2 separate regions of the Sus scrofa genome follow, and region 2 is linked to region 1. A link is a contact called in public HiChIP or PLAC-seq data. All regions are on one chromosome and are shown on one strand. The core of a region is the stretch at or near the end of the contact, and the rest is flanking DNA. Distances in the headings are between cores, read along the strand shown. Region 1 overlaps CHST11 (carbohydrate sulfotransferase 11). Region 2 has its middle 67 kb from the start of CHST11.

Region 1 (6,877 bases), core at 2,879-5,378:
GAAGGGGAGGTGAAGGCAGAGGAAGGGCCAAAGGTCTTTTTTGTAGATTTCCTGGTCAATGGGAAATGACAAGGTTGCCAAGCTGGAAAGCCTGACCGGGAGGTGAGCAGGGGGAGGAGGAGGAGAGCCAGCGGCGAGGAAGCCCTGCTGGCTCCAGGGGCTGCTGTCACCGAACCAAACTCGGGTCCGCTTGCCTCATGTGCAGCACAGCCAGTCTGCTGACACTGGCTGTGGTGAAGGAAAGTACAGCATTGACGGCGGGATGCCAGGTAAGGCGAACAGGCAGCTCACTCCCGGAAAACTTGAATTCCCCGATGGCTTTCAGGGAAGGACTTTTAAAAGCTACACATAGGGTGAGGGTTGCAGCTCATGGGCTTCCTTCTCATTGGTTGGTGGTTAGGTAATAGGATGACGTTTTGGGAATCTCAGTCATCAGCCTGCTGGTTCCAACCAGTGTGGGGGTCTCCGTGCTTGTGGTTGGCATGTAGTTATTGTCTTCCACTGCGTGGGGTCTTAGTTTCTGCAGAACAGCTCAAAGATATGCGTCAGATTCTTAGCAAACCTCTTCAGGAAGAACCAGGAAACTCTTGTGTCCTAATCATTAACTGCTTGAGTCTGCTCTTGTACTCACAAGGCCAAAGATGGAAGATGAGATTACGTGGAATCTGATGAAAAACGATACAAAAGAAATTACAAAACAGAAACAGACTCAGAGATTTTGAAACCAAATCTGTTGACCAAAGGGGACACCGGGGCGGAGGGAGGGATAAATTAGGGGTTGGGATTCATATATGCACACTACTGTATGTGAAAGGGATGGGGACCTACTGTAGAGCATGACCTACTCAATGCTGTGTAATGATCTGTGTGGGGAAAGAATCTGAAAAGAAATGGATCTGTGTATAACTGATTTACTTTGCTGTCTACCTGAAACTGGCACAACTCTAAGTCAATTATATTTCAATAAAAATTATAAAACAAGTAAATGAAAATGGAGGATGTGGAGGGAGCTTGCTCAGTTTCGATCCCTCCTTTTCTCTGCCACTCCTCAATTCTGAGGGGACCAGGGATGGGACAAGAAAGGGAATAAAGTTTTGGGTAGAGGGGTTAATCATATACTTGGCAGGGGAACTCAGTTTTAGTGGGGCTGAGTTTCACTGGCTCCGAGGAGGCACCTTTGGAGGAGAAGGGTCTGAGCCGCAGTGCAGGAAAGGCAGGGAGAGCTCAGGTGCTGCACACTCCTGGGGAGACCAGATGGTCCCCATCACTGCCACCGCCAAATCAGTACCTAGAGGAAGGTGAGTGCTGCCAATTAGCAGGATACCCAGGATCCCTCCTCCCAGACTGGAGGTTCCCCCTGGAGCCCAGGCAGAGTGCTTCATCTCTGATAGATCCCAACTCTTACAGCTTGATAGAAGTTATGGTGAGTGAAATGGATAAGAGCAAGGACTATAGAGCCACTGCCTGCTTTCAGGTTCTAGCTGTGCCATGTACCAATCGTGTAACCTCAATGAAGTTACTTCGCTGTGATGACAGTAGCACTCCACCCAGTGCCACAGTAATGCTGCCTGGCAAACAACCAGGGGCCTCAGTAGCACACAGTCATTACTATTTACTGTTCACACATCTGGTGATCGGGTGGGGGGGGTGGGGGGGGTGGGGGGGTGGGGGTGGCCTGTGATCTTGGTTGGACGGGCTCACGTGGCTGAGGGCTAGTAACCCAGAATGGCCTTGGCTGGGATGACTGAGGTGGTTGGACTCGGCTCCCTTTGTGTCTGGTCTCCTGGCAGGGTAGCCCAGGCCAGTTCTCATAGATATGACAGATGTAAGAGCCAGCAAGCCCCTCATGCACATGTTTTTAAATCTGCTATGGGACATTTGCTCATATCCCATTAATGAGAACACGTTACCCAGCCAAGCAGAGAGTCAGAGCAGGGCGCAGAATGCACTGCCCAGAATGGCATGCAAACTTCCACGGTCAAAGGAATGCATCAGAGTGGGGTGAAAAAATGGAGCTATTTGGGTAACTTACCGCAATTACTAACCTCACAGTTGTTTTTGTTTTGGTTTTTTTGTCTTTTCTAGGGCCACACCTGTGGCACATGGAGGTTCCCAGGCTAGGGGTCTAATTGGAGCTGTAGCTTCTGGCCTACACCACAGCCACAGCAACAGGGGATCTGAGCCAAATCTGCGACCTACACCACAGCTCACGGCAACACCAGATCCTTAACCCACTGAGCAAGGCCAAGGATCGAACCTGCAACCTCATGGTTCCTAGTCAGATTCGTTAACCACTGCACCACAATGGGAAACACTTCACAGTTTGTTAAGACAAGCAAACCCTCACCTCCCCAATCATCATTCTTATGTTTTTGTTGTGGATATGATCACCATGTGGGAAAATGGGATGGTAGTGTTGGAAGATCTCTCCTGTGATTGTTGAGTTGGTGGGACAGTCCTTCTAAGAGCTGACTCACCATTTTACCACCATCATCGTCACCTCCGGCACAACCAGAATCATTGTTACCACCTTTTGAACCCTGCCCAATCATCTCTTTGATGACTTTCCTAACCAGCTTCTCCCAAACAAATGATAGCCCTCTGCTATCTTGTATCTTACACGTGCTTCTGTTCTATCATGCTGTTTGACGTCCAGTGTTTGTTGATGGGTCTCCTGTTTGCCCCTCTCTAAGGGGGCAGAAAACATGTCTCTGTACCTTAGTATCTAGAAGAGAACCTTTTACATACCATGAGTTATATACCACGAGGAACTATTGGCATAGGAGTTTTAGGTCACCCTTGATAACCTTGTTCTAAGTCCAGAGACTATGAGAGAAGCCTCCAGGCTGCTATAGTTTCAGAGGCATGTGCTAAGAGTAGTATTCACAAGTGATGCAGGACACTGGATTCCATGGATAGGATGTTTTAGGAAGCTGCAGAGCAAGGAGGGGCACTTAGATGCTTATGAATGGACTCTTCATGACTGCCTGTATTATTTAAGGTAACTTTTAGCCTCTGTATCATAAATCCTCACATCTCAGTAAATAAACTCCAGAAAAGTTTCTCACTTATGCAGCAGTCTAGGAGCTGGCTGGGCAGCTCTCCTCCATCTGGTGTTTCAGGGACCCAGGCTCCTTCCATTTTGTTGATCTGCCATTTTCAACAGAAGGCTTCCAAGGTCACTCTGAAGGTCACCTCAGTGAGTTGCTGAGCCAGCCTTGGAATGGGCTCCCATCACTTCTGCTCCCATTCTGCTGGCCAGAGCTTGGTCTCCGTAGGGCGGGGAAATGCAGTAGCTCTATGTTCACTTTCTATTTAGCAAGACCTCCTGTGACAGTGTTTATTCAAGAGACATGCAGCATTCTTTTTTCTTGCTTTCTTTTTTTAGCACCTCTCTGATTTTCCACTGTTAAGCCAATTTTAACCAAATCCTACTTCCATTTCATGCAACATTGGGTTTCAGTCTGCGGCAGCCCTGTGACAAAATGGGCATCTTTGAACCAGGGAGGAGGGATTGGAGGATGTGAGCTGTTGTTTATGCTTTATGCTCATTGCTCCATGCCTTTCTCGGAACACAGTTAACTTTACCCTAACTGACTGTATGTATGGTATTGCTAGCTGGCAGCTTCAGTGCCCATCTTGCTTGGTTTAAAATCCTTTGAGATCAGCAAGGACCAAGTGTTCTTTCGGGAGCAGAATTTCATCTCCAGGGAGCTGGTGACTATTGAGTTTAGTGATGGCAGCAGAACGTTGCTTCCTCCTCCTCCTCGTTGCAGAAACATTGTTTGTACATCATGTCTTCCATAATCAATACAAGTGAGGCATTAAGGAGAGGATCTCTTGTTCGGCAGACAAAGCTTTCTCTTTGTTGGGATTGAGATGCTCAGCTAATTTCCTGGGAGTGTATTTATGAGAAGGCGGTTTGTGATTCTTGCAAGCGTACATGCGAGGTTCTTGAATTTTTTTTTTTTTTCCCCCACCCTGGAGACATCAACAACCCCATTGTATTCTTTGTAAAGTATCTTGGTAGCTTGTAATTTAAAGATTGCACCCATGAGAGTTCCTCATTTTATAGATTTGGGGAATTTGTACATACTTTAAAAGGAACTTGAAACATGACCTTTAAACATGAACTTTTAAAAACGAAACCTTAAGCAGGAACATCGCACTTGAAAGAGTAACCAACCTCTCGTGTTAGGTGTGAAACTGCCAAAGATCAAAGCATTATCAAAGATGAATTTTTTTAGACTTTGTATGTGGAATTTCACTGAGAATAAGTTGGATAAAATGCCAGAGAGCTCTGGGGCCAAACCCTTGGTTCAGTCAGTCTCTACCCATGTGGAGTTTACAGCTTAAATTCCCTCCCCCTCTGGAAAAGCACACTTCATTGCTTTTGTTTAGTAATAGAAACTTTCTCCTCTCCCCCACTGCTCCCCTCACCTGCCTTCAGAAAAGCAGGTGCTTACTTGATGTCATCACTTAGGAAATTCTGTTTACAGTTCCCATTTGTGGGGCTGGCCTGCAAAGCTTATTTGGCACTTGGGTATCAAGATGCCAATTTCTGCCTTCCTGCCTTTTCTCAAGGGCTGTGCTGGGTGGCATCATGAGATCTTGCTGGCGATCTTCTTGGTCCCTTTTTCACTGAGTTTGAGTCCACATCATGTTAGATTAAGTCAGTAGACCGTCCGTGGTATAGTTGGGCCATGCGTGGCCAATTTCATGGCTTTGTGTAGCTGGCTGAATGTGCAGCTACCTTGTCTCATTCATGAAATGGTTTTAAAATATGTCGGGGAGTTCCCGTCGTGGCTCAGTGATTAACGAATCCGACTAGGAACCATGAGGTTGCGAGTTCTATCCCTGGCCTCGATCAGTGGATTAAGGATCCGGCGTGTTGCCGTGAGCTGTGGTGTAGGTTGTAGATGCGGCTTGGATCCCGCATTGCTGTGGCTCTGGTGTAGGCTGGCGGCTACAGCTCCGATTCGACCCCTAGCCTGGGAACCTCCATATGCTGCAGGTGCGGCCCTAAAAAAAAACAACCAAAAAAACCCACTTTGGAACTGAGATGTTATGGTTGGCAAATTTACTAGTCAATGGAAGGGACTGAGGCTTGTCTAGAGTCTGACCTTACGGGAATTATTTATCTCCGCTGAGCCTCCATTTCTCCACTCAGAGACTGGGTCTGTTAATTTTTTTGCTTTCCTTGTTAAAGTTGTTGGGAGATTGTATCTAAGGTTCCCCAACTGTAATTAACATACACAGGACTCAGTAAGTGACAACTACTAGAAATTATTACCGTTATATAGAAAAATCACTATCAGTGAGAGACTTGAAAATAGCCATGGTAGAAATAAAATGAAATAGAATATCAAGGGCAGGGATTTTTCTGGTATCACTTCATTTTTAATGATCTATAGCATCCCTTGTGGAGGCAAATCCATAGCAGCTGGTACCTGTGGTACCCTTAGGGTGCCTATTATTTGCAGATTCAGTTCCACAAATGTTTCTTATTCAGCACCTAATAGTGTTTCAGTGCTATGCTTGAAACTGTTGGGTTAAAAAAGTGCTACAGCGTTCACGAGGTAAGAGGAGCGTTCTGCTTCTAACACCTTATGGCTGGGGTGACCCTATGCCCTAATTTGCCCTTGATCGTCCTAGTTTATTGCAGTTGTCCTAGCATAATTATTGATAGTGCTCCTTTGATTTCAAAAGTGTCGCATTTTGAGAAACCAGTTACACGGACACTCGTCTAGTCTGTCGTGGACACAGAGGGAGTTTCTTGAGAAGAGGATTATTGAGGCCCCAAACTGGAAAGAGCACAATGAAAGCTACTTGTCGGCGAATTGGATCCAGGATAACGGTAGGGCCAGACAGGAGGAGGCAGAGGACCACATTTTGGAGCCGGAACAAGCACCACCAGTGGGGATTGAAACTCGGCTGGAGACGCCACCTTGAATTCCAGAGTGTGAAGAGCCAGCTTTAGGTGCCCAGGCTCTTTCGTTTAGGTTTCATCCATCAGCAGGTCCTCAAGTTTTTTTTTCTTTTCATGGACACCCTAACTATTAGGTTTTAACTTTGGTTTAAAGGACTCCCTAATAGGAAGAGAAAGGGAGGTCGACTGCCTGCACATCAGATGCTGAGCTGTGCTGAGCTATTGCCCTGGTTTTTATGGTCATTTCCTTTCTGATTCTAGGTACTCAAGTCCTGTGGGTGGAGTTCCCGTTGTGCTCAGGGGGTTGAGACCCTGACTAGTATCCGTGCGGATTTGGGTACCCTCCCTGGCCTTGCTCAGTGGGTTAAGGATCCAGTGGCTGTGGCTGTGGCCAGCAGCTGCCTCTCCCTAGCATTTCCTCAGGGGCTTCAAAATGACCTGATTGCTGAGGGGAGGTGGGGGCAGGGGAGTTAACCCTTCCTTGACCTAGTTTTTGAAATTGGAGGGCTTTCGTTTTGTTTTGTGCCCCATCTCCCATACACTGAAAACACATCGGTTGCAATAGATGTGGAAGCATTATAAGGTGACATGTCTACATGTCCAGAGGTGATTTCTAAGGTAATAATTGTGCAGAATGTGGTTCAGGTGTTTTGGATTTTGGATGTGGATTTTTTCCCGCCTGAGTGTTTGCCTTTGGTTTGAGTGTCTTAATTACCGTTCAGGGAACTTTTGTAAAATCAAGGTAGAAAAAGAGTCACGCCTGGCTTAGGTATTAAAATATAACACTATGTGTTTATTATAGAGCCTTCACCTTTAGAATCCTATTTACAATCCTGGGCAGCACAACCAATTTTCTGTGTCGTTAACTTTTTCCTGTAACACCAAAGGGCAGGAGGCTGCTGGTACCACATTTTCTTTCTCCAAGGCAAGTAGAACAACCATCTGTGC
Region 2 (6,661 bases), core at 486-2,985, 120 kb before region 1:
ACGGCATTGCCTTTGGTGGTGAGGGTTCAATCCTCGGCCTGGCTCAGTGGGTTAAGGATCTAGTGTTGCCACTGCTGTGGCTGTGGTTACTGCTGTGGTGAAAATTCAATCCTGGATCCAGGAACTTCCGCATGTTGAGGGCTTGGCTCAAAAAACAAATAAAAAGGAGTAGAGGTCTTTGTCTTGTTCCCAACATTATGGGAAAGCATTCAGTCTTTCAAGATTAAGTAGAGTTTTGTGGGTTTTGGTAGATATTCTTTTTAGAAAATGTTCCTCCATTTCCACTTTTTCTGAGTGTTTTTAAATCACAAATGGGCATTGAATTTTGTCAAATGCTCTTTTCTGCATCAATTTATATGAATATGGGATTTTCTTCTTTAGCTTGTTAGTATAGTAGATCTCACTGATTATTTTCAAATATTAAATCAGCCTTGCATGTCTGGGATAAATTCTTTGTATATACTGCTGGATTCCACTTGCTAATATTTTATTAAGGATTTTGTATCTATATTCACGAAGAATATTGATCTTTAGTTTTCTTTTTTTGTACTGCCTTTGTCTGGTTTGATATCAGGGTAATACTAGGATAATACTAACTTCATAAAGTGAACTGGAAATGTGCCCTCCTCGTGTATATAGCGTTAATTCTTCTTTAAGTATTCTGTAGAATCCTCCAGTGACACCACCTGGGTGGGTGTGGAGACATCTTTTAGGGGGAGCTTTTAATTACAAATTCATTTTCTTAATAGTTGTACGTATATTCATATTATCTAGTTCACATTGAGTGGGTTACATTCATTTGTATTTTTCAAGGAATTGGTCCATTTTATCTAAATCGTCAAATAATGTGTATTCTCGACAGCTTTTTTTTTTTTTTTTTTGGTCTTTTTACCTTTTCTAGGGCTGCTTCCACGGCATATGGAGGTTCCCAGGCTAGGGGTCTAATCGGAGCTGAAGCCACTGGCCTACGCCAGAGCCACAGCAATGAAGGATCCGAGCCGCGTCTGCGACCTACACCACAGCTCACGACAAACCGGATCCTTAACCCACTGAGCAAGGCCAGGGACCAAACCCACAACCTCATGGTTCCTAGTCGGATTCGTTAGCCACTGAGCCACAACGGGAACTCCTCAACAGCTTTTTGAAATTCACTTTCCTCTGCTAGTTCCTCTCATGTTGCAATGAGATGCTGATTCCCCCACACAGCTTCCCCACCCTCAATCAGGTCACAGAGCTGATAAATGATGAAAAGAATTATTCTGTGTCTCAACCCAGAACCAGCATCCTGGACCCTCAGGCAGAGCCCAGGATGGGACAATCCCAATATAAGCTCACAGAGTTTCAGGAGGAACTGGCCATGGGCTTCTCGAAAGTGTCCCAGACCCGATAGGGAGGGAAACACCCTAAGTCACCTCCCTGGTGAGACCTCAGAGGAAGAAGAGCCCTTCCGGACCAGGTTTGAGAAGAAACGTTGAGGACCCTGGGCACCACTAGGTGGCGCTCAGCATGCACAGTTTCTCGCAGTGGCCGGCGGTGGATCCAAGAAGCTCTGCCTCGGAAGACAAGGCTGTGAGGCATTTTGTTCGTTAGAGAGATGAGCTCTAGAATTCAGAGCCTGCAAAAAGACCCCAGGGACAGAGGGCTGATGGCGTTTGCAACCCTCTCTGAGGCTTCCCTGCAGGCAAAGGTGCTATGGCTTGGGAGGGCGGAGCTGGCTGCCGGAAGTCAGAGGCGCCAAAGCACAGCTGCGGAGGCAAGAACATCCTCCCAGAGCTTCTGAGCGGTGACCCTCCAGCCGGTCCTGCCGCATCCTGAAGAATCTACGTCAGTCCCCTTCGAGGGCTGTTCCTCAGCGCCGTATCCCTCACACGATCCAGCCCCTCATTCAATACACTTTCAGGGAAGAGCCCTCTGCAGTCCACTGGGAGGCCGAGGGTGCTCCTGCCTCTGCCACCTGACTGCACCTCCGCCGAGTCTGGAGCAGCTTCTTTCCTAGATTCTGCGCCAAGTCCAAATCCTGACTCAACCTCTCACAGGCGGTGCCACCTTGGGAAGTCACTTAACCTTGTGACCTCAGCTTCACGTCTGCCACCTGGGGATGATGATGACACCATCTCATAAAGTTGTGACGCCCTAATTTAGGTTTTCATTTTCCTTCCTGTCCTGTGGAAAAGAGAAGAACTTTCCTTGGAGCCTCCTGCTCTAGGATGTGCAGGACCTAGTGAGCCCTCCATGGGGCTTTGAAGGTATTTTTATCATCACTCTTTTATTGCTACTCTTTGTGCCTTTTCTACCCCAGCCCTAGCGGCAGATGCATCCACATTCTACTGCTGCTCTAACAGATGACTACAAATGGAGTGGCTGAAAACAACGTACATTTGGCGTTCCCTGGTGGCACAGAGGGTTGTCACTGCTGTGCCATGGGTGCGATCCCTGGCCTGGAAACTTCTGCATGCTGTGGGTGTGGCCAAAAAGAAAAAAAAATGCAGATTTATTCCCTTGAAGTTCTGGTGTCCAGAGTCTATAAGCAAGGTGTTGGCAGAGCTGAGTTGTTTTTAGAGGCTTCAGGGAATAATTCGTCTCCCCATCTTCCAGGGCCACCCACATTCCTTGGCTCGTGACCCCCCCACCTTCTGGCATCACTCTGACCTCTGGCTTCCATCATCCCATCTTCTGCTTACCCTCATCCTCTTTCCTCCCTCTTCTAAGGATCCTTTTGCTTTGGACCCATTCAAATAATCCGGGACAGTTCGAAGCTCTGTGCCTTAATGATGGTAACCGAAGGGCAGAGGAGTGCTTCACAGGAGGCTCCAGGGAAAGTTCTTCTCTTTTCCACGGGACAGGAAGGAAGACGAAAATCGCTGAAGCAGTAGGCATGGGAAGATGCCACATGCAAAAGAGTTTCATCACAGCATGGCCTGTAACAGCGGACAACTCAAGGAAATCATAGACTTTGGTTAAGAAGGTGGTGGCGTATTGAGAAAAAATTGCTGTGCTGATATTTAAAATTATGTAGTGACTATAAAACATGAAGAAAGATTTGCAGAATAGTTTTGAGAGAAAAAATTATACACACAACTGTGTGTGTATATATGTACCTATGTATGTGTGGCCTATCTATCCGTGATTATAACCATGTAAACATTATGTGAGTTTATAAGAATTAAAGTCAGGAGTTCCCTTCGTGGCTCAGCGGTTAATAAACCTGACTAGGATCCATGAGGATGAGGGTTTGATCCCTGGCCTCACTCAGTGGGTTAGGATCCGGTGTTGCTGGGATCTGTGTTGTAGGTTGCAGACACGGCTCGGATCTGGCATTGCTGTGGCTGTGGCATGGGCTGGGGCTACAGCTCCGATTGTCCCCTAGCCTGGGAACTTCCATGTGTCGCACGTGTGCCCCAAAAAGCAAAAAAAAAAAAAAAAAAAAAAAAAGGAATTAAAATTAGAGGCCATTATTAATAAATGAAAATAATTACTTTGTAAGGCTGCTGGGATTTTGAACAGCTAAAAATACCCTGTAAACTATTCTACAGTAGCTTCTGCATTTTTTGTCCTCTAAGGACCCCCCACAGGAGTTTCTGAGCAGGTAACCATTGGCTGGTTGTCATCTTCCAGGGCCTGCTTGGTGAACCCATTATTCCGACGTCCCTGGTTCCACCCTTCAGAGATTCAGATGGACGCTGTGTGTGGCAGAGTGGAGAGACGAGCTGGCCTGCTTCCTGTCCTGCTCCTGGGTGGGCTAACATATCTCCAATTGTTTAACGCGGCTGGACTGGGCTTTTGATGGAGGCAGAAAGCATCATAACCTCAGCCCTTTCCACAGTTTCTCCTTAGCTTTCTCTCGTTTTCGCAACACTATCACCTTTAAAAAGCTGTTGAAAAGAGCCACTTCTGGAAATAGTGTTCTATGGAAACAACCTTTCCCTGTGCTTCCCACCTCCAGGTCCTTTGTCCCATCTTCTGCCCATTTTTTTCCTACTGTCTTTTTTTTTTTCTAGAGCTTTGAACCTCAAACTTAGGCTACATCAGAATAATGGGGAACAGCCAGTTCTTTAAAATGTACACTCTTGGAGTTCCCGTCGTGGACAGTGGTTAACGAATCCGACTAGGAACCATGAGGTTGAGGGTTCCGTCCCTGCCCTTGCTCAGTGGGTTAAGATCCGGCGTTGCCGTGAGCTGTGGTGTAGGTTGCAGACGCGGCTCAGATCCGCGTTGCTGTGGCTCTGGCGTAGACGGTGGCTACGCTCCGATTCAACCCCTAGCCTGGGAACTCCATATGCCACGGGAGCGGCCCAAGAAATGGCAAAAAGACAAAAAGACAAAAAAAAAAAAAAAGCACACTCTTGGGCCTCACTTCCAGGAGCTGCTTTAGTCCAGTTCCTGAGTGGGGTCTTTGGATCACCATTTTTACCAGGCTCTTCAGTGACCGTATAGACAATGGATTTGAGAACCACTGTTTGGTTACGTTTTCGGGGTGTGCCCTGGGACTGTGGGCAAACCCAGGGGGGATGAAGAGAAGAGACCATCTGAAGAGCATGGACGCTGTGCTTGCTTCCTTTTCCTTCAAGTGCATAATCCAAGGCCCAAATGAGAAACGACGGCGATATTGGCACGTCGTATATCTGATGCAGGGTGCATCTCCAAAATGTATAAAGAACTCATACAACTCAATAGCAAAAAACCAAACAATCCAATTAAAAAATGGACAGAGGATCTGAATAAACATTTTTCCAAAGAAAATATTCAGAGGGCCAATAGGTACATGAAAATGTGCTCAACATCACCAACCATCAGGGAAATGCAAATCAAACCACAGTGAGAAGCCACCTCACACCTGTTAGAATGTGGCTATTATCAAGAAGAGGAGAGATAAAGAGTCTTGGGGAGGGTGTGGAGAAAAGGGAATGCTTCTTACTGTTGGTGGGAATGGAAATTGGTGCAGCCACTATGGAAAACAGTATGGAGGCTCCCCCCAAAATTAAAAATAGAACTACCATATGATCCAACAATTCCACTTTGGGGTATTTATCCAAATGAAATGAAAACACTAATTCAAAAAGATATACATAGGGAATTCCCATCTTGGCTCAGCAGTAATGAACCTGACTAGGATCCATGAGAGTACGGGTTCATTTGCTGCCTCACTCAGTTGGTTGAGGATCCAGCATCCCTGTGAGCTGTGGTGTAGGTTGCAGATGTGGCTCGGATCTCGAGTTGCTGCAGCTGTGGGATAGGCCGCAGCTCCAGCTCTGATTCAACCCCTAGCCTGGAAACTTCCATATGCCACAGGGGCAGCCCCCTGCCAAAAAAAGAAAGAAAGAAAAAGATATATGTAACCCTATGTTTATTGCAGCATTATTTATACTTGCCAAGGTATGAAGCAGCCTAAGTGATGGATGAGTAGGTAAAGATGCTGTATATATACACAATGGAATATTATTCAGCCATGAAAAGAATAAAACCTTTCCCATTTGTGATAACACCAATGGACCTTGAAGGCATTATGCTAAGTGAAATAAGTCAGACAGAGAAAGACAAACACAGGAAGTCACGGGGATGCAACATATTTGAAAATTACTAAGGGAGTAAATCTTAAAAGATCTCATCATAAGGAAAAAACTTCTGTTAACTAGGCTTATTGTGATTATTTTGCAATATATATTATACTGTGAGATACACTATATTTCACAAATATTGAATCATTATGTTGTTCACTTGGAACTAATATACTGTCACACGTCAATTAGAGCTCAATTTTAAAAATGGTGATATGCACCTCCAGAAGAAACTTTGGTAAAGATTTATATACATTCTATTTGGGTCAAAATTAAACCAAGATGAAAGCTGTGCCCTGATGGAGTGACAAATTGCGCATGTTTAAAAGATGCATTTGGGGAGTTCCCGTTGTGCCGCAGTGGTTAACGAATCCGACTAGGAACCATGAGGTTGCGGGTTTGGTCCCTGCCCTTGCTCAGTGGGTTAACGATCCGATGTTGTCGTGAGCTGTGGTGTAGGTCACAGACATGGCTCGGATCCTGCGTTGCTGTGGCTCTGGTATAGGCTGGTGGCTACGGCTCCGATTGGACCCCTAGCCTGGGAACCTCCATATGCTGTGGGAGCGGCCCAAAGAAATAGCAAAAAGACACACACACACAAAAAGATGTATTTGGGAGTTCCCGTGGTGGTGCAGTAGAAATGAATCTGACTAGGAACCATGAGGTTGTGGGTTCGATCCCTGGCCTTGCGCAGTGGGTTAAGGATCCTGCGTTGCTGTGGCTGTGGTGTAGGCCAGCGGCTACAACTCTGTTTAGACCCCTAGACTGGGAACCTCCATATGCCTCGGGTGCAGCCCTAAAAAGCAAAAAAATAAAACAAAACAAAATAAAATAAATAAAAAAAGATGCATTTGAACAACTGGTTGCTTCTTTACAATTAGGAGAGAGTGTGGACATTGATGACTGAACCATTTTTCATATGCTTGTCTGGTCTATTTATAATGCGAATGTAATGCCATTAACGTATTTTCATTGATTCTGAGAGGCAACCCCTGCCCTCTCTACACACACTTTCAGCAGCTGTGTAATTGGGATGTCTCACGATCAATGTATTATTGTCATTGACACAAAGTCATGACCTGGATGTCACGGCCTGACACCCTCTG

Evidence for each region. HiChIP or PLAC-seq counts read pairs in DNA pulled down with a chosen protein or histone mark.
Region 2: an H3K27ac HiChIP or PLAC-seq map of alveolar macrophages shows a contact between it and region 1. The contact joins two enhancer-like sites. A contact is called at or near these places in 3 of 47 Hi-C or Micro-C datasets (alveolar macrophages, embryonic fibroblasts and retroperitoneal adipose tissue) and 1 of 2 datasets of contacts at active chromatin or transcription factors (alveolar macrophages).

Annotation. Positions count from the first base shown.
Region 1 is chr5:80,018,097-80,024,973 of Sscrofa11.1, reverse strand. All of the region lies in intron 1 of CHST11 (carbohydrate sulfotransferase 11), which reads left to right. Among named protein-coding and RNA genes, the nearest start is that of CHST11, 47 kb to the left of the region's middle. Within about 2 kb of position 4,128, at least 10 of the 83 cell types and tissues checked have an H3K27ac peak or open chromatin away from gene starts, as enhancers often do. A contact at or near this core is called in alveolar macrophages, where this site is marked.
Region 2 is chr5:80,132,720-80,139,380 of Sscrofa11.1, reverse strand. No RefSeq gene overlaps it. Among named protein-coding and RNA genes, the nearest start is that of CHST11, 67 kb to the right of the region's middle. Within about 2 kb of position 1,735, at least 21 of the 83 cell types and tissues checked have an H3K27ac peak or open chromatin away from gene starts, as enhancers often do. A contact at or near this core is called in alveolar macrophages, where this site is marked.